4 separate regions of the Mus musculus genome follow, and regions 1, 3 and 4 are each linked to region 2. Evidence: chromatin contacts called from public Hi-C, HiChIP or PLAC-seq and promoter capture Hi-C data. All regions are on one chromosome and are shown on one strand. Each heading gives the region's core, a stretch centred on a gene start, on an enhancer-like site or on the middle of the called end of the contact. The rest is flanking DNA. Distances are from core to core; before and after follow the strand shown.

Region 1 (5,276 bases), core at 2,451-4,950, 160 kb before region 2:
GTTTATGCTGAAAATGAAGGTTCTCAGAAGGCACATTAATACAGAAGTCATCTTTGAAGGTGCCTGCTTCAGTGGCTAAAAGCCACTGAAATAAACATATAACTGGGTGATTCTGAGGTGATAGCATGATTTATTCTTATTTTGAGACAAGGTTTCACTATGTAGCCTTGGCTGGCCTGGAATTACTATGTAAACTAGAGTGGCCTTGAACTCACACAGATCCTCCTGCCTCTGCCTCCCCCAAAGTATTAGATTAAAGGTGCATGCCACCAACCTAGCCATATCTGTTTCTTTGCCTAGGAGATGATTATATAAGCTCATTCACTTGTTACAGGAACATCAGACTATATCCTTAAGCCTACTTCTTTTTCCTCTATGGCATCCTCGATTACACCATTTGTTAAACTGAGAATCATCACCACTGCCCCTTAATAGTGAATTTCGGCTAAGAAGATATTGCGTGTGATAGCTCATACCTGTAATCCCAGAACTCAGGAGGCTGAGGCATGAGAGCTGTCTTAGGCTCAGGCTGACATGGACCACAGTGTCAGGCTGTTCTCAGTATCTACCCACTTCTCCAAACTTAGCACAGAAACTAGGAGCAGAAGACTCCAGAGAATAAAACTGCCATTGTTTGGATTCATACCTTTTAATGTTCATCAAGGTGTCAACACCTTAGACTCTGGAAAAGGTGTATTTGAACATTCTTTGAATCATGCTATGGTGAGTTTAAGAAGCTAAATTTGGCCAGATTTGAGGTCAGCAAGATGGTTTGTTGGGTAATGGTTCTTTTCACCAAAGCTGACACCTGGGACCCACAGAGAAGAAAAAGAAAACTGGCTTCTGAAAGTTGTCTTCTGATCTCTATAGTTTTGTGTCCCACTCCCACAAAATAAGCAGATAACTGTGAAAACAAAAGAGGAGGAGGCTGTGGTGAAGAAACCTGACAGTCCACATCAGAACTTGAACTTCGTTTTATGTGTATGAGTGTTTTGTCTGTGTGTATGACATGCACAGATGTGTGCAGTGCCCGTGAGTATTAGGGGCGGGGGGGGGGTGGGGAAGGATGGTCAGAAGAGGCCACCATGTGGGTGCTTGGAACCAAACCTAGGTCTTCTGCAAGAGCAGCAGGCACTTTTAACTGAGTCATCTCTCTGACCCATTCCAGCCAATCTTAATACTACATTTTCCAGCTTTCATTGCAGTTAGGGATGGACATGTGTCAAAGTTCTAGTCAAAAGAATTAGTGGAATTGAAATGTACCACTCAGAGACATATTTTGGAAAACCCTCCCTTATATGTCTCTTTATGGTTGTGTTTGTTAATTCATTAAGGTTTTTTTGTTTGTTTGTTTGTTTTTTAATTCTCTTTGGCCAGGCAAGATGGAGACTGGGAAATCTATAAATTTGAGGCCACTCTGGTCTAAATAGCACCTTCCAGGCCAGCCAGAACTATAGTAAGAAGACCCTATCTCAAACAAACAAACAAACAAACAAACAAGTTCTCTATCTGGAATAAATAGAGGCAAACCCCACAGTTGTCCATGGACACACACTGAAATAGACAGAATCCCATGAGCTAAGCGTCTTGCTTGAGGGCTCTATGCAGTACCACCCCTTGTTTCCCACTACCACTTCATTCCACTGACACATAATTAATAACAAAAACTTAAATGTTGGAGTTTGTCTGTTCCAGGAGCTCGAATTTTCCAAAATAAAACTGTAAAGATGGCAGAGACCTCTTTCAGAATTTGTACTTTTATGGCTTGATACAATAACAGTACAATAGTCTATGGCCCAACATTTAGCTCTCATAGGTTATAGCTAACATTGTTTGTTTTGGAAAGGATCTTATGTAGCCCAGGCTGTACTCAAACTCACTGTATAGTCAAAGACGGCCTTCGGCCCCTGATCCTCATACCTCTCTCAAGTGCTGAGATTACAAGCATACACCACCATGCCTGCCTCATAACTAACATCTTATTGGCATAGTTTATAATTAAAAAATAGCTTTGATGTGGGCTAACCTACATCTCCTCAAACTCACATGCTGAAGTCCTCCTAATCTCCACCCCAAGCCCTGCACCTCACAATCCGATTTCTTTTGGCAGTGGGGTCTTTTCAGAGACAAGGAATTAAGATGAGGTCATACTGTAGTAGGGTGGATCCACTTCCGCACAAGTCCTTGTAAGACTGGGACATTCGAACACTGACACGCAAACAGGAAAACGCCACCTGAAGGCTGGAATTTTGCTGCCACAAGCCAAAGAAGCCTGGGACAGATCTGTCCTTAGTGCTCTCAGAGGGAGTGTGGCATGTCGGTACTTTGATCTCTAAGGTCTGCTTTTCAGAACTGCAAGACACCAACTTTCTGCTACCTAAGCCGCCTAGTCTGTGTTATTTTGTTTCATGGGCTCAGAGGAATGAAATCGGCCTCCATCCTCATCTATTTTGCCTTGTTTCTCCTTCAGTGCCTCACTGAAGACCAAGAGATCTAAAAAGTAAAACTCACCCTGCCAGTTCCCAAATCAAAGATCATGCAGCGTCCCCATCGACCATTTATAGACTCAGTCTCATTTTCTGAGAAAGGTTTACAAGGCTTCTACTGAACTCAGTTCACACTTTTCCCTAAGCAATGCTGAACTTCTGGGCTCCGCCTAAACACACGATACTATTTCAAGCTCTTGACCTTTGTCCCAACAATAATCTCGCTCACGCTCCTACCTATTTTCCCCGTCTTCTGAGATTCAGTGCATACTTTCTATAAGGAAACATTCCCTGGGTCTCAACGCCCACCAGCATCCTGCCCCACCAGCCCCAGCATCCTGCCCCACCAGCCCCAGCTTCCTGGATGGAGGCAGGTGACTTTTTTTTTTTTTTCTGATTCCTGCTTTTTGTTAAAATGATCTATGTATCCGCTTGCCACATTAAGATGTGCATTTCTAGGTTCCCTGTAATTGTGTGTATGAACATATAAATATCTACAGTACTTAAAATAAGACCAGTTCTCTATAGTGTTACTAGGGGGCGCTACAAGAGGTAGGTGTCTATGGCTTGGAGTAAATTATGACTAGGACTGACTGCTATCCTAAACCAGGAGGCTCATTATCTACAAAGTTTCTTTCATCTTTCACGATGTTTGACACTCAGAGAAGCCACAGTAGAGGTTTGGGAGGTGCAAAACCAAGATTTCCCCTCCCCCTTCTCCCACCAAGAGCTCACATAAGCCCTTAAAAAGAATGCTGGTCTGGCCCACGCCAGCAAGTCATCCCATAAGAAGTGGCATGATGCCTTTCCAGCTAATGTACTGAATGCCGTGGGCGCTCCAAAGTCATGCAGCCTTTCGGGGAGGGGGCCGGGGGCCAGGCGGGAAGCACAGGGAATGAACAGATATATTCAACATTGACTCCTGAATTCACTGAGATGCTTCCCACGGCCACTGAGCGCTCTCCCCTCCTCCAGCCCCGAAGGTATCAGGCTCTGCTCTCCCCTTCCCTCTGTCAAATGCCCCCCAGTTCTTTTCTCTAGACCCTCTGATCTCTTACCTGGCTGGATGAGAAGCAGGTAGACAAAAGGAGAGAGGCGCAGAGCCCTGGAGGCTCTTGACAGGGCTCCCCTTTCTCTCTTCATTTTGGGTGGCGTTCTCCAGCTCTGGTGCAGACAATTAGCATGATTTCTCCACTCCGGGCACGTCCCTTTGTACCACTCGGAGTTTCTCTGCCCGAGCACAACCCTGCCAACTTCCCTCTGAATACACAGAGCTCTGTGTGTTGCTGGCCTTGTTCTCTCCTCTCGCTTTGCTCAGACCTAGCATTTTCTACTTTCCAAGCCCTTCGCCCCTTAGTTTGGACAGGAGTATCTGTTTAGATGTTAATAGCAGGTTCCATCCTATGGGGCTCAGGTGGTCCAGTGGTTCTTGGCTTGTCTTTCAATAAAGTCCCACTCCCAAGGCAGAGGCAGATCTGGGCTCATAAATGTGTTCCAATTTAGAAGGCTCCACCTCACATTCCTCCTTCTGTTTCAGGACGGACTTCTAATAAGAGAGAAAAGGTGGCCGGGTGGGTATGGGAGGGGGTGTTTTTTGGATATCTCGAGAAATGAGAGACGTCAAAGAATTACTGAAGAAGTGGTGTTTTAGCCCACAAGAAGAAAATTGGAAAAGGGTTTGATTTCGGTTACTTTCATGCCTGTTCTAGTTGGGATTGTCTCTTATCACAGGTTCAGATAGATGCTGGGAGTGTCTTTCCAGAGTCCACTGTCATCCCCTTCCCTGCAGTCAGTGCTCTAGGACATGTCAGAGTAAAGATGAGGTTAATGCTCCACACTCCGGCACCCTTGGGTTCTCCCATCAGTGTGATAGCCTAGCCTGCCTCCTGGCCATGCCTTCTCATAAAACGCTCGGTAACTCTGCAGTAATGGAATGGACTCAGTATCTTTGAGCCCTTGAGTTTTACCTCTGTAAAATGGCTAAAACAATGGCCTCCCCGGAGGAATTGTTGGGAGGATTGGTGAAGGTTGCTACAGAACACCCAGCAAATTCTTAGTTAGGAGAAATCATTTAAGTGAGTGTGCCGGGCTCACCCGTAGTCCCAGCACTAAGGAGGCAGAGGCAGGAAGACTGGGAGTTCAAGGCCAATCTGAGGTTCACAGTGATACCCCTGTTTCAAAAAACCGAAACAGGGGCACGCCTGTGATCTCAGCACTTGCAGGGTTGAGCCCTTGGAAAACTGCTCTGAGTTTGAGACAAGTTTGGGCTACATCATGAGTTCCAGGCTGAGCTGGGCTGCAACATGAGACCCCCATCTCAGCAGAATGAAACAGAAACCCCAAATGAATCAACAAAACACCAAAAAAGGGCATTTTATTTCTATTTTATTTTTCTTAGTTACACATGAATATACTTAATCTTAAAGTAAAAATTAGTCTATGTTGATAGACTTAAAATTTGAAAGCCACCCATCAGGCTTCCCCCCTAGTTTTAGTTCCCCCCCTTTAATTTTATGCTAAAACATTTAAATTAAGACAGAATTCATATATCAGGAAATTCACCCTTTTAGAATGTACAGTTCAGTGGCTTTAGTATTTTCACAAGGTTCTGAGACTACCACAAATGTCTAATTTTAGTTAGCTTTCCCTATGTAACACTTCTATTCTTAGTTGTCACTAACTGTATTTCCTCTCCCCAGCCCCATCTACTTTCTGTCTATTTTGCCTGTTGTAGGTATGCTATCTCCGTGACACCATACCACGTGGATTTTGCCTATATGGGTATGCTAT
Region 2 (5,527 bases), core at 1,565-4,064:
TTACTTTTAAAATTGTTTTCAATGTTTATTTTTATTGTGTGTGCATTGGTCTTTTGCCTGCATATATGTCTGTGTGAGGGTGCCAGATCCCCTGAGACTGGAGTTACAGAGAGTTGTAAGCTGCCATGTGGGTGCTGAGAATTGTATCTCGGTCCTCGGATAGTGTTCTTAACTTCTGGGCCATATCCCCAGGCTGAGACATATGAGACTTCTTCATTTTTATATCTAATAGCTAGGTTTAGTGGTTTCAGGCCTATACCACTCCCTGAGTGGCTGACGCAGAATTTCAAGTTCAAGGCCCAGCTGGGCAATTTGGTAAGACTGTTTAAAAATAAAGTTACCAAAAATAAATAAACAGACAAACGTGAGGGAGGGTCAGAGTTACCCAGTGGCAGAGCTCTTGTTTAGAACCAATCTCCCCCACATCAGAGTGTACCTTACAGGATTTGGGAGCAGAGAGCAGAGAGCAGAGGCAGGTGATGAGTTAGGAGACTACCACAGTTCTCCAGATAAGAACACTTGTCCTAGCTATGGAAATGGAAAGGGGTCAAAAGACATATCAGAAACAACTAGCCTGACTGGCTGAGCTGATGGGCTTCCTTGAAAGAAATGTCTACTTAGGATTAGTTGTGCTGTTTTGGATATCATACAACAACCTGGAAGACATGAACAAACTCTTATCACCTAGAAATCAGGATAAATGACAGCGGGGGCTGGGAACATCAGAAGCATTGATCTTCCATCCCCACGGATGCTGACAGGCTCAGGTGACATCAAGTTACACCTACGGGATGACTCTTAAGTGATAGAACACACAGCTCCAAGCCCTTCATAACCAAACCATTCTTTTGGGGTTCTTTTAGATTTTTTTTTAATTGGTGTGTGTGTGTGTGTGTGTGTGTGTGTGTGTGTGTGTGTCTGTGTGTGTGCCTGTGTGTGTGTGCCTGTGTGATGTTTATGCAGGTGCTTGTGGAGGCCAGAAGAGGACATTAGATTCTGAAACTGAAGTTACAGGGAGCTTTAAGCCTGGACTGAGCCATCTCTCCAGCCCCAGTGACCTTCTGATTCCCCTGCATCTACCTTCCCTTCGATTACAGTGGACCACTCCCTGTTTATGACACTAGGGGTAGAACTCAGGGTCTCACGCATGCTAGGTGTGACTGTGCCATCTGAGCTACAACCCCAAGTCTTGGGAATAGCTAAATTATTTGTTAGTGAGATTTGATTAAAACAAACAAACAAAAATGTCCATTTACTTAAGACACAGAATACCATCCAAGTATTCTCTGAGAGTTGATGCTTAAGCCGACACAATTTTAAGAGTCAATTCGTTAGAAACAAGTAACCTAGAGTAGGAAAAAAACAATTTGTATAAATTTAAACACATTGTGTAGCAGTTGACAAAAGCAAGACAAGGTCAGGTGCTTTGTTGTTTGTTTTTCTCCCTGTGATGGAGACTGTGAGGTTCCTTATAAAGTTCTCCGGACCCTTTTGAATCTATATGTCTTGAATTCTTCCTCCACCTAAGGTTGGTTTGACAGCCCCTTTCACCCAATTTCCAGGGGAAAACAAACAAACAAAGAAACAAACATCCTGCACCCTGGGTTCATTGGATGAAAATCCTGCCCACCACCAGGCTGAGGATCTTTGGTTGTTTTTGGTTTTTGAGACAGGGTTTCTTTGTGTACCCTTGGCTGTCCTGGAACTAGATCAGGTTGGCCTCAAACTCAGAGAACTCTCAGCCTCTGTGATTAAAGGCATGGGCCACCTCTGCAAGACAAGCTGAGAATCTTAAGGGAGAAAACTAATACCTGTCTCAGAGGACAGTTTGCTGTCTGGGGCAGATGGAAATTACAGATAAGGCAGTGTGGTGTAAGGCTGCTGGTGGATGATACCTTGCCCGTACCCCAAATTTCAGGACCAAGTCCTTGAACGCAATAGAAATGGTAGGTTACTGGACAGGATTGCCTTTCTGGAGATATCTTTTTTTCCCGGGTAAAGCTTTGTACACTTGGCTAGCCTCGAACTCACAAAGATTTGACTGCCTGTGCCTCCAGCCTGCTGGGACTAAAGATTAACGCCACTACTACGCCCAGCTCTCTTTTTAACTTTTTTTTTTTTTAATTGCTTATTCCAAACCTTCAAAAATAGTTAGAATGGCCTGATGTGGTAGTACACATCTGTCATCCTAGCATTCAAAAGGCTGGGTGGGGCAAGAGGACCGACCATAAGTTTGAGGCCTGCCGGGGATATTGAGCAAGGCCTATCCCCAAAATCAACAAACTGGAGGAGTGAGAGCCTACACTTTTTTTTTTTTTCCTACTTTAGAAACTTCAGCCTCGTTTGGGTTTTAAAACATTAGGCTAATGCCTCCTAATCTTTGTTGGTTAATCACATGCACCTCTGGGCAAAATCAAATGTCACGACCCCTAAAGACCAGGTGACACCTGACTGACAGAAAGAGGGTGCTTCAGCGTCCTGCCCTTTTTACTGGGCAGGCAGCGATTCAGTCTGCAGGGTTCACCACACATCAGCTCCCAGCACCGCAGCTGGGAACACTGGGGACTGAGCAGTAATCCCAGGCCTGCGGCCAGGATGACCTTCGGTGGCCCGCGCGCCTCCCGCCCTCACCTTCCAGGCGTCTGGGGCCAGCCTCCGGTCCTCACCCGGCTCTCAGGTTCCTCACCAGGACTCACCCCTCGCTCTCTGTCCCCTTCATCCAGGCTTTGGTCTACTTTGGACGAATCACAAGTAGGGGCTCATTTAAGAAATTTAAGATGGACCAATCAAAGCCGCCCTTTCAGCACTTAAGGGCGTCCTCAATAGCTGACGTTGGCTGTGGCTCCAGGCAACGCAAAGCGTGGTGGGTGGGTGGTGTGTACGTCAGTCTCCTTTACGTCCTCCCATTGGTCTATATGTACTGTCCTCAGTTTCAATTGGATAGCAATGCTTGTCAATCACACCTTGGTAAGGATTAAACCCTTGGACAACAACGGGAAGACCGTTTAATAGCTTCTTGCTTTCGCGATTGAGATTGCTCCGACCGATCACAGAGAGCTGTTCCGCGGTCTAGACACCAATTCCTGCCCCGCTATCTATCTGATGACCAGTCCGCAGGAGCCTGGGATTGTGGGGACAATCAAATCGGCTTGGCATTTCAGGATCCCTAGAATCCCTCCTGAATTGAATGCAGATCACTAGTTAAAATAACAACACATTCTCCTTACTGGGCCTTATTTTATTGGTAGTTTTTCTTCCTTTAGGTTTTGACATGTACCGACAAGGCAAGGATCAATGAAACCAAGAGACAGACTTGGGAAGAGGCCCGAGGTCACATAAACCCTTTTCCCTTCTTGCCACCCTATACTGGCAGCTGGTCCACATGTGTGGAAGAGTGTTCTTCCCTAACTGCTACCCAGAATGTGTCAAGATTTTGTATGCAGGCTATAGGGTGTCTGATCAAAAGATCAGGCCAGTGAATGGAAACCGGTCAAAGTTTGCATCCTTCGTCGTGCAAGCGTGAAGGGAAAACAAAAGCAATATAAGATTTGTGAACTGCGGTCCTGGAAGCTGTGTCCTTAGACAAAATTGGGCCTGGATGTATTCTATCTGCCTGCTCGACTGCCTGCCTGTCTCTGTGTCTGTCTCTCCCTCTCTCCCTCTCTCCCTCTACTTCTTTCTCTCGTCCCGTCCCTTCTCTCCAGATTCTCACTATGTAACCCTGGCTGTCCTGGAACTCATTATGTCAACCAGGCTGGCCTCGAACTCACAGATGTGTCTGCCTCTGCCTTCCTAGTACTGGTATTGAAGGCATGAGTCACTAGCCTGGCTTTCAGTGCACTCTTTTTCTGAATTATGAATGAAGTGGAGGCTGATTCAGTTTTCTTGACTGTAGAGACCTATAGGTCCTTACCTCTTTAACGACTGAACGTTAGCTGCCTTATTGAGGAGCTATGCTATTGTTACTGTAACTATGTACTATTAGAAACTGAGAGGATACACAAGAAATAAAATGTTACTCTTGTCTTAATGAGTTTTACATAGTTTTGTAATGGCAGGTCAAGGACACAAGGTGTAGATCTAATTTATAGTTAGTTACTCCAGAGGATAGCACACATGAGAACACTTGGATGTTTAAACTTTTATTTCCTGTGTATGCATGTTCTGCCTACATGCTGCATGTGTACCACCTGCATGCACATATCCCTAAAGGTAAGAAGAGGTTGTGCCAGTTTCCATCCCTTTCCAGCAGTCTGTCTAACTATGAACCCATCTAAGGTAATTAACTCACTGATGAGGCCTCAGGATGCAGTCACTCTTAAGCTCATCAGAGCCAGCCTTTGACATCCAAGCCATAACAAACTTTGTTAGACAGTTTTTTTTTCTCTCCCAAGCAAACAAAAGCAAAAGCAACTCGGAGTAATGTTTAGTTGTCTTTCTCAAATGTGTAAAATCATTTGTTCTTGATAGAGGCGGGGGGGGGGGGGCAAAATAAGCCATTAGGTGTTTTAAGTTAATACAAACTATGATCTCATGGGGACATTTGAAGTTTGCCTGTATGTTTTTTAGTTATCAAAGTGTTCTCTGGTCAGGTGTGGGGAACACCCGTGTTCCTCAAATTTAGGAAGTTGATGCAGGAGGATCACCATAAATTCAAGGCTGGCTTAGGTTATGCTATATGGCATTTTCAACCTATGAGTTGTGATTCCTTTCAGGGTCGAACAGCCCTTTCACAGGGGTCACCTAAGACCATGGGAAAACACAGATATTTACATTATGATTCATATCAGCAAAATTGCAGTTATGAAGTACCAACAAAAAATAATTTCATGGTTGGGGGTCACCATAGCATGAGCAATTGTATTAAAGAGTCACAGCATTAGGAAGGCTGAGAACCACTGAATCTTCTCTCAAAAGGAAACAAAGCTGGGCATGATGACACCTTTAAGTTCAGAACTCAGGAGGCAAAGGCAGAGACAGATGCAAGTAGACCTCTTGAGTTCCAGGCAGCCTGGTCTACAGAGCAAGTTGCAGGACACCCAGGACTACACAGAGAAAAAAAAAATCCTGTCTCAAAACAACAATTCCACCCCCAACACACACAAAACCCAAACCTTTTCTGCGTGAGAGCCATGATTTTTTTGTGTGTATGTCTTCTCAAAAGAAAAACACTTTGTTATGTGAAACTCAAATTCCTATGGCCATAACTGACATTTGACTGCCAAATAGGCGTGCTCGTTTGTTTTTTATGTTGGTTGTGCCTAGTTTCTCCACAACAATGAAAGTTGAGCATTATCAGAGACTACAGGGTTCAAAGTCTAAAATAGTTCTGGGGGTTTTAAGAAAAAGTTGATCTTCTTACCTTAGGTGTCTGCAGTAAAGTCTGCAGTGTTACACATCTGTAGGGTAAACACTAGGGAAACTGAGGCAGGAGGATCTCAAGTGTGAGAGCAGCCCAGGTTACACAGCAAGTGAGAGGCCAGTTGGGACTTTACATTGAGACCCTAACTCAATAAATCAACAAAAC
Region 3 (5,521 bases), core at 1,647-4,146, 240 kb after region 2:
CCTGTACTGTGCACCGAGTCTCTCAACCTCTGGGAAGTTGCCAGATGATGTAGCGGCCACTTTGCAAACCATCTTTGACTCCTCTCTCTCTCTCTCTCTGAAACTACAAAACCTCTCATCATTCAGTGACCTGCCAGCACATGCCCTTGAGTCTCTAGGCTTGGGAGACTCTGCATGGGACCTTCACACTCCTTCTCTGGATCTCTTCAACCTTAAGAATTAGGCTGAAGATGGAGGCTAAGGAAGAAGGGTTAAGGTAGTGATAAAGTGGGGGAAAGAAGCAGGAGAAGGGTTCCCAGAGGCTATGGAGGTTTCTGGTCCTTGGAAGAAAAGTCTTTGGAGTCAAATGGCCCAGGGGTCCCTTTCCCCATTCTTTATGGCTGGGGTATATATGCTTGGCTACTAGCATTCCACACAGCTGGTCCCCTGCCTCCCTCCCTCTCAGCTCTGAAGAGCTAACCCCAGTTCCTCAGGGGAAAACTCCGCTCTATTTCCCTTGTAATGTCATTATCCTAAAGAACCAGCTGCTCTCTGACACCGTCTTCGGGAAAGCCAGGCCTTATAATAGGACTGTGGGTCAGGCACACGGGGACCATCTTAAACGGGGGGGCTCTCAGGAAACGAGACCCACTCTTTCATTACCCCTTCAGGTCTAATCTTGTGACTTTTGTTCCCTATGTGACAGAACTTCGCGTCACCTCCCCAGAAACCCAGTTTCTTTCACAGGCAAGGAATGGACAGTCTCTGATATGAAGTCCCCAAAATGAGAAAGGGGGCAAGAAGCAGAGCCTCTCCTCAGAGACCCGTGCAATCGTTTTAATAATGTTCTCGTTGTGCTAAGGGCTAGCAATACTGAGTATAATCTATTCAAATGCACAGGAGAATGTCACTTTGGAAAATTAGGAATCTGCATTAAAAAATTCCCAAGCCCCGGACCTTCTTTATAATAAATTAGAATTTTTTTTCTAGGCAAGTTCTTAACTTGGCAATTTTCATTTTGAAGTTTGGGGAATAAAGTTATTAAAAATGACGGAGTTTTTTTTTTTCTTTTCCATTTTAGTAGAGAAGCATTAACGGTTATGGCCCCATGCTATTTGGGCATAAGCCAAAGTGGTATGATGGCTAAGTGGCTCCTAGCCCCTCTGGGCTGTTTGAGTTTGTCTGGGGGAAACTCTGTGACTTCTCATAAGGACGTCATTCTGTTTATTATGTTCTGAAGACCGATTGTATATTTAGAAGTGGCAAAAGCAACAACACAGTAATACCCTTCATGTAGACTTACCTCCTCCTTCCTGTAGCTCTCTGTTGAAGTCTGTTGGAGAAGCAGCGCCCTCTGCTGTCTAGTTACAATACCTCATACTCTGGTTTCTCTTCAGATCACTTAACAATTTTTTTTTAAAAAACTCTAACACCTCAATTCCAGTATGCTGTGCCTCATTCTATGCATTGAAGAGATAGAGGTGGATTGCTCGAACTCAGGATTGTATAAGAAAATGTTGTATACCGGGAGGCTGGATAGGAAGTGCATGGATGAACCCTCAGTTCAATGCATCGTGGTGATTTGCCTATCATTGTTTCTGTTCTTATGCAACTCTGGCCTGGTCATCATAGTCACTGGGGTTTTTACAGCTCCCACCTCCTTCTACCCCAGAACCCCTACTAACTCTAACTCCAAGTCATAGCATTCATATATATATATATATATATATATATATAACACATATAATATTGTATATTATATATTATGTATTATATATATATATATATATATAAATTTTCTAGACTTCTCATGGGATCAACCACCCTGTGAGTCCTTCTAGTCCTATATCCTTACCTGTATTCTCTCTCCCACCTCAGACACATTTGAAGCCCTCCTGTTCCTTGTCAGGCAGCATATGCATAGGCAGCATCTCCCACAATGCCAAGGTCTCCCAGCTCTACCAGCAATTCCAGGAAATGGGGATTTAGTAGTGAAGGCAACAGCTTCTCTACCCTTTCCAAGCCCTTACCAAGGAAAGAGGAAGCAGCAAGTTCCATCCTACTCTTCCTCAAACATAAACACACATCTACTGTTCCATAGATGGTCTTGGTTTATAAGCAAGACACATATTTAAATCATCTGGTCTATTGGGTTAGATAGTCAATGTTTAAAATTCTCTGTCTGCACATTTACAGCAGGCCCTGCTTGCTACATGAACATTCAACCAGAAAGCAGAGATCTTAATGGGTCCTTTCTCAGCCCTGGTGGATGTGGCACTGTGTGCGTAGGGTAGACGGGAATCGATGGATAGCCAGGTAGCCGGGAGCTCCCGCTGCTGAATGACAGAACAATACTTACCCTGAGAGGGACTTTGGCAGTTTACTAGGGACTGGCTTCCTGGTTCATCAGAGAGAGCATGATGGACAAAATGAGAACTCAGCTTTCAGGCTCATCTGTGGAAGCTCCCTTCAGAAGGAAGGAAGGCAAACATTTGCTTGAGGCCTTTAATGGAACCAGAGTTTTAATGGAAACAGAGGTCCACTGCTTTATCCCCCTGTGACTCTTGGAGTAAAGAGAACGATGTCAGGGACCAAGGAAACTGCATTCATAGTTCCAGGGTCAAAATGAGGCCTTCCCCCCTTCTGCAACTGGGAAGGTAAGACAGCCAGAGATGGGGCTACAAAGCATTCTCGACCCACTTGCCCCTGCTTCCCCTCCCTGTCCTAGCCCAGATGCTCCAAGCAGAACCGGGGGTGCATCGGGCCTGGGGAAGCTGGCTGGGCTTTGATCAGTCATTAGGATCCCCATGCTGGTTTCATTAACAAGGCAGAAGGGGGTGGATGGGGCCCCTGGCTGTGAATGGCCTCCATCCAGGCCAGGCAGCTGTGCCGGGCAAGCAGGTTCAGATGTTGTCACAGTCCTTTACATTCCTCTCATCTCTTTAAGGCCCGGAGCCCCCTGCCTTGCAAGGTCCTCTGCTCAGCTGCCTGTGAAACACATTCACTTTGCAGCATAAAGTTAATTCATCTGCTTTGAAAGTTCCCCTAAGCCTTTTCTGTAGCTATGATTGACAGTTCCCTCTGCCCCCGGGGGCAACACCCCAGGGACCATATGGGAGACCCACCTTCCCTCGATTTGATTCATCAAAACATATTCTTCTCTTCCTTTTATTTTGTTGTGGGCCTTTCTTCCCTTTATATTCAGTGACCTTTCTCCCTGCCTGCTTGGGCCACCCATTTCTTTAGACCTGGATTCTTCATTGCATAGAGGGAAAAAGCAAACTCCGGGTCTAGCTGAGCCCTCTCTGTCCCTGCATATGAGATGGTGGACTGTCCCCAGGACTGGAAAAAAAAGCTTGTGACAAAACATGCTCAGGGTCTGATTTAGGTTTTGCCTTTATTAGCCTCCTTCTTACCTCAGTTACCAGAAGCAAGAGGTCTTACTGTCTATCTTCTTGTCTCCAAATAGGACAAGTGCCCTAAACAGCTACAAAAATAGTTAATGGCCCAAGGATACAAAGCCTAAAATAAATCAGGGGACAGGTGACCACGTGAGCAGCAGGGTTGAGAAGCACTTTACAGGCTGTGTCCTCTCTCGTGCCACCTTTGAAGAGACTCACTGTCCCTATGGCTTAGCATGAGGGGCTAGGTTAGTAAGACACCAGGACTCCTGTTGTTCTTGGAGTTGGTAGAGCAGGATCACGCCCCACAGCAGACATTCAGGCATCTTGGGTCTGACCCTGCTGCTATCTAACACACAAATTCAGGCGAATGATTTCAGCAATGATCTCTTCCAGTCTCTTCATCTTTGTAACAAACGTTGAGTGCTTCCTGCGGGTCCTGCCAAGTGTGTGCCGTGTACTGGGGGTGCAGAATTAGAGTTCCTGTCCTTATGGAGCCTTTGTTTCTGCAGAGGCAAAGTGGAACTTCTGCCCTTTTTGCCTCTGAAGCTTATGAACACTTTAGTATGAACCCAGGCGCGGTTTCTCGGCATCTGCTCAGCTATGCTCTGGCTTGATTCCTCACTGCATCTTCTGCACATCTCCATGGCCCAGGTGGGATTGAACTTTAATTACTTTTTTATTAGGAACACAATAGGCATATCAGATATGTTTTTCCAGCTAAGAACACACACACACGCACACACACACTAGACCCATGCACACAATCAGACTCTGTTAGGCTCCCTAAAGAGTCTGTTGGAAATCACTGGCTGGCTTGGGACCATAACAGGAGTAAAGACTCCTTTGGAAATGAATGGGAAGTGAGGAGTGGTCACGTCCCCCAAAACGGAGAAGTCTGAGATAAGGTTCCTCTCCCTTGCCTGGTCTCTGTTACAGCTTCCTGTCAGCGATAACCAGGTATGCAGTTAAGGGGAGGCAGCATCTGGTAACACTCTTTGTAAACCACTGCCTATGAAATGTGAATTAACTAATTAATTAATCAAGACCCCCCACACCCCATTGCACAGGACCCTAACTCTTGTGTGCGCTTGTCTGGCTAGCTGGCCCAGGGATCCTGGAGGCGGGGACTCAGGCCTTCTGTTTCAGGAACCCCCCACTGCCAGGGTTCTGATTCTATTGCTGCTCCCCCTCCCTAGGCAGATACATTAAGGAGCACCCTCTGTAGCATCCTGTTTGTCCTGAGTCTCTCTCAATCTATCCATCATTCAGTCATTTAGCAACATATTAACGTTGGGAAACACATCCATCCATGCAGATGGCCCCACAGTGTCACAGATGTTAAGACTGGATAGAGACAAGGCACAGAGCAAGGTAGATTCCTGCGAGTGTGGGGGAAAAAAATGGATTCCTGGAAGCGTCAGGACTCTGCCATGAGAGAAGGGGAAGTACAGACGCTTCCTATAGAGGCAGCCATGGGAAGCTTTCAGAGGTGTTCAGGCAGCCCAGAGCACCGGGGTGTACAGAGTGAGAGTGAGAACATGGTGGGGGGTGCTGATCCCCCTTGCTGGGGTTCAAGGAATAGGCTCAGGCTTTGAGCACTCTGAGGACCATTATCCCCCTCAACACTGGCTATGCCCACTGCTGCTTCCCCACTCCACCCCCCAACCCCCGTTCAGCCCACAGCTGCATTTACCAAATGGCTTCATGCTCTGACCCCCTCCCAGGTCCTTAAACTGTCTTCTGGATGCTAGAAAAATGAACCCATGCTGGCTTTTTCCTGGCACTAGAGGGAGTGCCAGTTGCTGGCTGGAGCCTTTACAGCCAGCCCTTAGTGGGGCCAGACCTGCATAGAATCTGTTGGGTTCCTTTAGGAATGCTCTTCCTGACTTTCTCCTGCCAGGTCTCCTGCCAGGCTCAGAGGAGGGGGAACAAGTCTATGCTGAGAAGGTACAGGAATGGGCTGATCAAGGCTTGTAGCAAGGAACCTAGAAGAGATAAATGGCTAAAGATCCACAAAAACTAATCCTGTGTGCAATGAGGGAACCCAGGAAGTACAGCCCCGGGACCTCTCAGGATATGGCAGATGTAGGGCACCAATAGTGCTTAGCAGTCCATGGCGTTAACTTAAGGGTAAAAGG
Region 4 (4,880 bases), core at 2,344-4,843, 160 kb after region 2:
CTGGCTGTCCTGGAACTCACTCTGTAGACCAGACTGGCCTCAAACTCAGAAATTCGCCTGCCTCTGCCTCCTGAGTGCTGGGATTAAAGGAGTGCGCCACCACACCCGGCTTTTGCCTTTTGGCTTTTCTGTATTTGAGAAAGGAGCTGTTTTGGAGCCCTTGGTGGTAAAACATTTTATCCCCCGCAATGTGTCAGGACTGAAGTTATTCTCCTAGTGTCTGATACAGTCATCAGGCACTTCGCAGACCTGGGCCAAAGTCCTAACTCAACATCTCTCCGGCTATCTCATTTCTTTCTTACTTCATCTAAAACTGTCAAAACACCAGAGGGATGCTTATGTGTTGTGTCTGGAGTACCAAATGTCCCCATGTGCTTGTATGTGTGTTCCTGTGTGATTGTGGATTTCACTCTTGTCCTGGGATGGTACCCTTAGGAATCAAGAGATGGGTTCAGAAGGATACACTGGTCCTGGAGGCATGATGGGAAAGGACTTGTGATGGTAGCTGGTCCTTCTTAGGTACTCATGCCCATTATTTGGTGAGAACTTCTCCTTCCCTTTCAAGATGGGCGGGGCTCTTTCAGTTGTGAGAAAGAAGGGTCTGCGTAGAGGAATCCTCCAGTCTCCAAACAGGGGTGATTACACACTCGGCTCTTTTCACTGAAAGGGACAGCCTAACTTATGCTGGTAACTGGGAGAAGAGATACCAACTCCAAATATCTCTTAGGGCCTGAGCCACAGCTCGGTGTCCACTACAGTGAGATTCCCTACCCAGCTTCTTGAAGAAGGGAGCTTGAGTGTGTGAGCATGTGTGTGTCACCTTCTCTGATTTATAGATACGTGAGTGAATCAGTAGGCACAGGAGGAAGAGTGGGTAGGGGTACGGAATTGCCTGAGATCAGAGGCCTCATTAGGAGAAGGACCTAATCAGCATTATTTATGAAGGTGTTCCGGGTAGGAATCTGGCAAGTGGTGTGTGAGTGTGTGTGTGTCTGTATTTGGGGGTGGCGAGGCTCTGTCTGAGATGGAGAGAGAAAAGGACAGAATACTTTAAAGCCTAAGGGTCCGAGAGCTGTTAAGTCTTAGAACTTACTCAAAACTGCTCTTGTTTGATTCTCTGGACCCAACCCAGAGTCTCTGAGGTGAAATGGGGAGTGAGGACATGGTGAGGCATTCAGGTTCCTATGCCTACGTGGTTCTGATAGCTTGGGACCCCACACACAGTAGCCACAGTTAAGGAGCATGCTTTAATCCAGTCTCCCTTCTTCACTGCCTGCTGCTTTGGAGGCCATGTGCTGTGCGAGCCACATTGAGACCGTGGAAGGAGTTCTGATATAGGGAGAGTTTGGACCTTCTGGAACGCAAGGTTTGCCCGTGTGAAATGAAAGTTTGACTCAGTGGTCCAAGGTGTGTGGGAAAGAGCTTCAGTAAGAAATGCAGACATTGATGTTTGCTCACCAGCTTCTGCAGACTAGAGCAGGGGCAGAAGCTGGCCCTGTACCCAGGTCAGCACTGGCTCATGGTGATAGGACAGCTTATAAAATGTATTCAGCTTTAGACTAAAATACCTGTGAGGGCAGAGGGGCCTCCTGGCTGCATGTGACAAAAAAGTCTCTTGCTTGGAGGAGTCCTCAGTTCGGTGTGGATCTAACATGTTCAAGACCTGGGCAGGCATTTTAAATGTACAACTTGGCTGCATCATCTCAGGACTTCGTGGTCTTCTTGGGGCAGGGCTGGAGGGCAGGAAATGGCCTCTGGTTCCATCAGTCACTCTGGCACCAGAAATCCAACAGCAGTAGCTTTCCAGAGGGGAGCTAGGGGTGGAGGCAGTTTCACAGCAGGTGTCACAGGAGGGGGGGGGGCAGGGGCTACTGTCCTTGTTCTCTTTGTGACCCAAATGCTGCTAAAGCTGGTCCCAGGCACAGTGACCGCCAAGTGCCCCCATGGGAGGAGAAGGATGAAAGAGATGGGAAATTCTCGTAAATTTTTAATCTGAAAAATAAAGAAAGTGTGAATTAGAATTAATGCAGGTATTAAATATTTAAAGTTTCTGTACTCACTTTCATTTTTAACATATTCCTCGCTCAAAAGCCTCCATAACGCTTGTCAGATTTGTTCTCAAGATGTCCCCGGCTCTCCACCTCCCCCCAGGCCCAGCCCCAAAGTTCGAATTCAGGTATTCATCATCTTGATGGAAATTTTCATTTTATTTCTCCTACAGGAACCATCTGATCTCTCTCTCTCTTTATATTTATGCTTTCTCTATATGGCAGCATAAATAATTAATGCCATTATAAACACATCCTATGCAAAATATTTATTAGAAAAAATAACTCTTTAATTTGGCATGTCATTTAATTCCAATCATAGCATACAGGCTACAATTAAAGGCAGGGCTGGGAATCCAGCCTGACTGCTAACACTTGCACAGGTAAAACAAAATCTCCCACACTGAAGACCCTTGGACTTTTGATTGTTTTTTTTTTGTTTGTTTGTTTGGTTGGTTGGTTTTTTAAGCTTGTATTCATTTGAATGATGGAAGCTGGTGGCTTCAATTATCCAGTGGGAGTGGGGCTGAAAGTGAGTGCGTGGAAACAAGGCAGGGATTCACGTCAGTCTTCTCTAGAATGGCAGGCAGGGCTGTTGTGGGTCCGTTCAGTACTTGGTGGCATGCATCTGAAAGGCTGCTGAACATTCAGACTTGGGCCCTTTGGTACACCTTCACAGGACCAGATCATATAGTTGGAATCCTAATGGGTCCTCACAAAGGCCTGGTGCGATCAAAAAGAGTTTCCTAGAGTTGGGTTTCATGCATGTATTCATTTAACAAATATTTATGGCGTGTTCTACGTGTGCTGGGCGTTGTGGTAAGTACTGAAAATGTAACAATAAATAAGATGGGGGGTGGAAGTGAGAATATGCAGTTCCTGAATATTTTACCATTGCCTCTGTTCAGCCGCCCTTTTCAGCCGAACACACTTCCTGTCTATCTTCAGGAATCTATTAGTGCGGCTCCACCCCCAGGTTTTAAGAAATCATGGCTAATATTTGAGTAACTCAGTGTTCCTAGTTTTATGGATTCCCATGGGCCACAACCTCGCCAATAACACTACAGCTACCACCACCCACTCCTCCCTGGGAAGGATCCTGAAAACCATGTGACTCTATCCACATTCCTCTCTCCTGGCTGCAGTGTGGTCCTCCCTCTGCAGTTAGGGGAAGTTTCTTTGGGAAAACGGTTGAATCTACCATGACATATTTCACCATGAGTCACCTCCAGGGCCCAGACTCTGAAGGTTTGATTTCAGTTTTAAAATGGCATTTTCTGCCCTTTCCTCCCTTTAACTATCTTCTGTCAGTGTCCCCAGACCTGACATCATCCAGTGTGTATTCTCAATCTTAAAAGCCATCCATCTACTTGTGGCCCAGATTCTTGATAATTTTTTCATGTGGCAGAGACTAATGAGGAACAACTCATGGCTTGAAAAAAAAAAAGTCTTTTACAGCTAACACGTTGCCAGTCTGTTATAACTTCACTGAGGATGAAATTAAAACAAATGGTGAGTCTCATGTCTCCAAAAATAAGATAATGGGAAGAAATGTGGAACTCGAAACTAGCACCTTGTTCCTTCCGGGTCGTGGACTTATGGAGCAGGGCCAATGTCTACTTCACTGTTGCTCTCTCTCTCTCTCTCTCTCTCTCTCTCTCTCTCTCTCTCTCTCTCTCTCTCTCTCTCTCCTCCTTCCTTCCTTCCTTTCCTCCCTCCTCATCCTTTTCCTCCTCCTCTCCCTCCTCCTCCTTTTCTTCTTCCTTCTTCTATTGAGACAAGATCTCACTGTGGCCTTGATCTCAGAGATATACCTGCCCCTACCTCATGATCAAAAGCCTGCATCTTTACAACTCTTCCAGGGCTGGCTCCTTACATAGCTGAGGGTGACCTTGAACTTTTTTATCCTCTTGCCTCTACCTCTCAAGTGCTAGGATTATAGGTAGCTGTATTACCATGCCTGTCTATTGCCGAGAGAGGTTGATGTTTGACCTGAGAGGTCTTCATGTATATCAGGTACCATCACTTGGTTGGAACCAAAGATGCTTGGCTTCAGCTTAGGTGACACCTAAGATTCTTCAGGGATCATGTCTATGGCTCCACCTCTGAGCCTTTCAGGGGAGCTGATGATCCTATCTAGGGATTTGTAGCCCTTGCCATTTCCTGTTTATCGGGACAGCCACAAGACTAGGTCCTGCCCAGGATCTAGGATGTATTCTGACCTCCTTTATTAAGAAGGTGGTCAAGAGCTCTGTATTAGTCTTCTTGGCCATTTTCCTCTGCTTTCAAAAGCTATGCTTCTGCCTTACTTTTAAGACCAAGATGCCATTTGTACACTATTTTAATATGATAAGACATTTAGAATCATTCTCTGGGGTCCAAAGAGATAGATATGCCTCATCAGTCAGGCATGCCAATTGCTCTATCAGAGGACTGGATTTTGGATCCTGACACCCACATCAGAGAGCTTATACGTGAAAGTCTAGCTCCAAAAGATACATGTCCTCCACTGGCACCCACATACATATTATGCATCCACATACACAGAGGCACATACACATAAATTAAAAACAGACAAACTGTGCCAAACCAGAATAGTGCCTGGACACAGTCCTTGATAATTCTTTCTTTATTGGATCTCCTTGGCCTTTGTTGCTCTGTCACTGTATGAGTCAGCCTCCATCCAAGTCAGAGCACTAATGTGGTTCTGCTCCCAGCCACTGCTCCATTCACTCATTCACTCTGTATTGAGGAGGTAACCACATCTCAGGACACTGTGCTGGGCACTTGGGTTTCAGGGCAGACTGAGCCCCTTCTTTCCAGAGGTTCTGA

What was found. Promoter capture Hi-C pulls out the DNA fragments that hold promoters and counts their contacts. Hi-C and Micro-C count contacts between places; a contact is called where the count stands out from the background. HiChIP or PLAC-seq counts read pairs in DNA pulled down with a chosen protein or histone mark.
Region 1: a promoter capture Hi-C map of pre-B cells shows a contact between it and region 2. The contact joins the promoter of Hepacam here to the promoter of Tmem218 in region 2. A contact is called at or near these places in 16 of 39 promoter capture datasets (the 3T3-L1 cell line, 3T3-L1-derived adipocytes, the C10 cell line and 9 more), 2 of 484 Hi-C or Micro-C datasets (hematopoietic stem and progenitor cells and regulatory T cells), 2 of 115 datasets of contacts at active chromatin or transcription factors (bone marrow-derived macrophages and embryonic stem cells) and 2 of 9 other capture datasets (adipose tissue and liver).
Region 3: an H3K4me3 HiChIP or PLAC-seq map of embryonic basal ganglia shows a contact between it and region 2, with 4 times the contacts expected there. The contact joins the enhancer-like site here to the promoter of Tmem218 in region 2. A contact is called at or near these places in 11 of 39 promoter capture datasets (the C10 cell line, cranial neural crest, embryonic stem cells and 6 more), 1 of 484 Hi-C or Micro-C datasets (uterus), 10 of 115 datasets of contacts at active chromatin or transcription factors (bone marrow-derived macrophages, craniofacial prominence, embryonic basal ganglia and 7 more) and 2 of 9 other capture datasets (liver and macrophages).
Region 4: a contact with region 2 is called in a Hi-C map of muscle stem cells, with 1.9 times the contacts expected there. The contact joins the enhancer-like site here to the promoter of Tmem218 in region 2. A contact is called at or near these places in 1 of 39 promoter capture datasets (cranial neural crest) and 1 of 484 Hi-C or Micro-C datasets (muscle stem cells).

The regions. Positions count from the first base shown.
Region 1 is chr9:37,366,030-37,371,305 of GRCm38.p6, reverse strand. It overlaps Hepacam (hepatocyte cell adhesion molecule), which reads right to left and starts at 3,700. Exons shown (of 7, transcript NM_175189.4): 1 at 3,545-3,700. The coding sequence starts at 3,629.
Region 2 is chr9:37,205,510-37,211,036 of GRCm38.p6, reverse strand. It overlaps Tmem218 (transmembrane protein 218), which reads right to left and starts at 2,814. Exons shown (of 4, transcript NM_025464.3): 1 at 2,632-2,814.
Region 3 is chr9:36,961,731-36,967,251 of GRCm38.p6, reverse strand. All of the region lies in intron 4 of Pknox2 (Pbx/knotted 1 homeobox 2), which reads left to right. Among named protein-coding and RNA genes, the nearest start is that of Gm34652, 9.6 kb to the left of the region's middle. Within about 2 kb of position 2,896, at least 19 of the 459 cell types and tissues checked have an H3K27ac peak or open chromatin away from gene starts, as enhancers often do.
Region 4 is chr9:37,045,959-37,050,838 of GRCm38.p6, reverse strand. The region is part of intron 2 of Pknox2 (Pbx/knotted 1 homeobox 2); the gene reads left to right. Gm34538 (a long non-coding RNA gene) reads right to left here. Exons shown (of 7, transcript XR_003948122.1): 3 at 1,569-1,992. Among named protein-coding and RNA genes, the nearest start is that of Gm34538, 11 kb to the right of the region's middle. Within about 2 kb of position 3,593, at least 39 of the 459 cell types and tissues checked have an H3K27ac peak or open chromatin away from gene starts, as enhancers often do. A contact at or near this core is called in muscle stem cells, where this site is marked.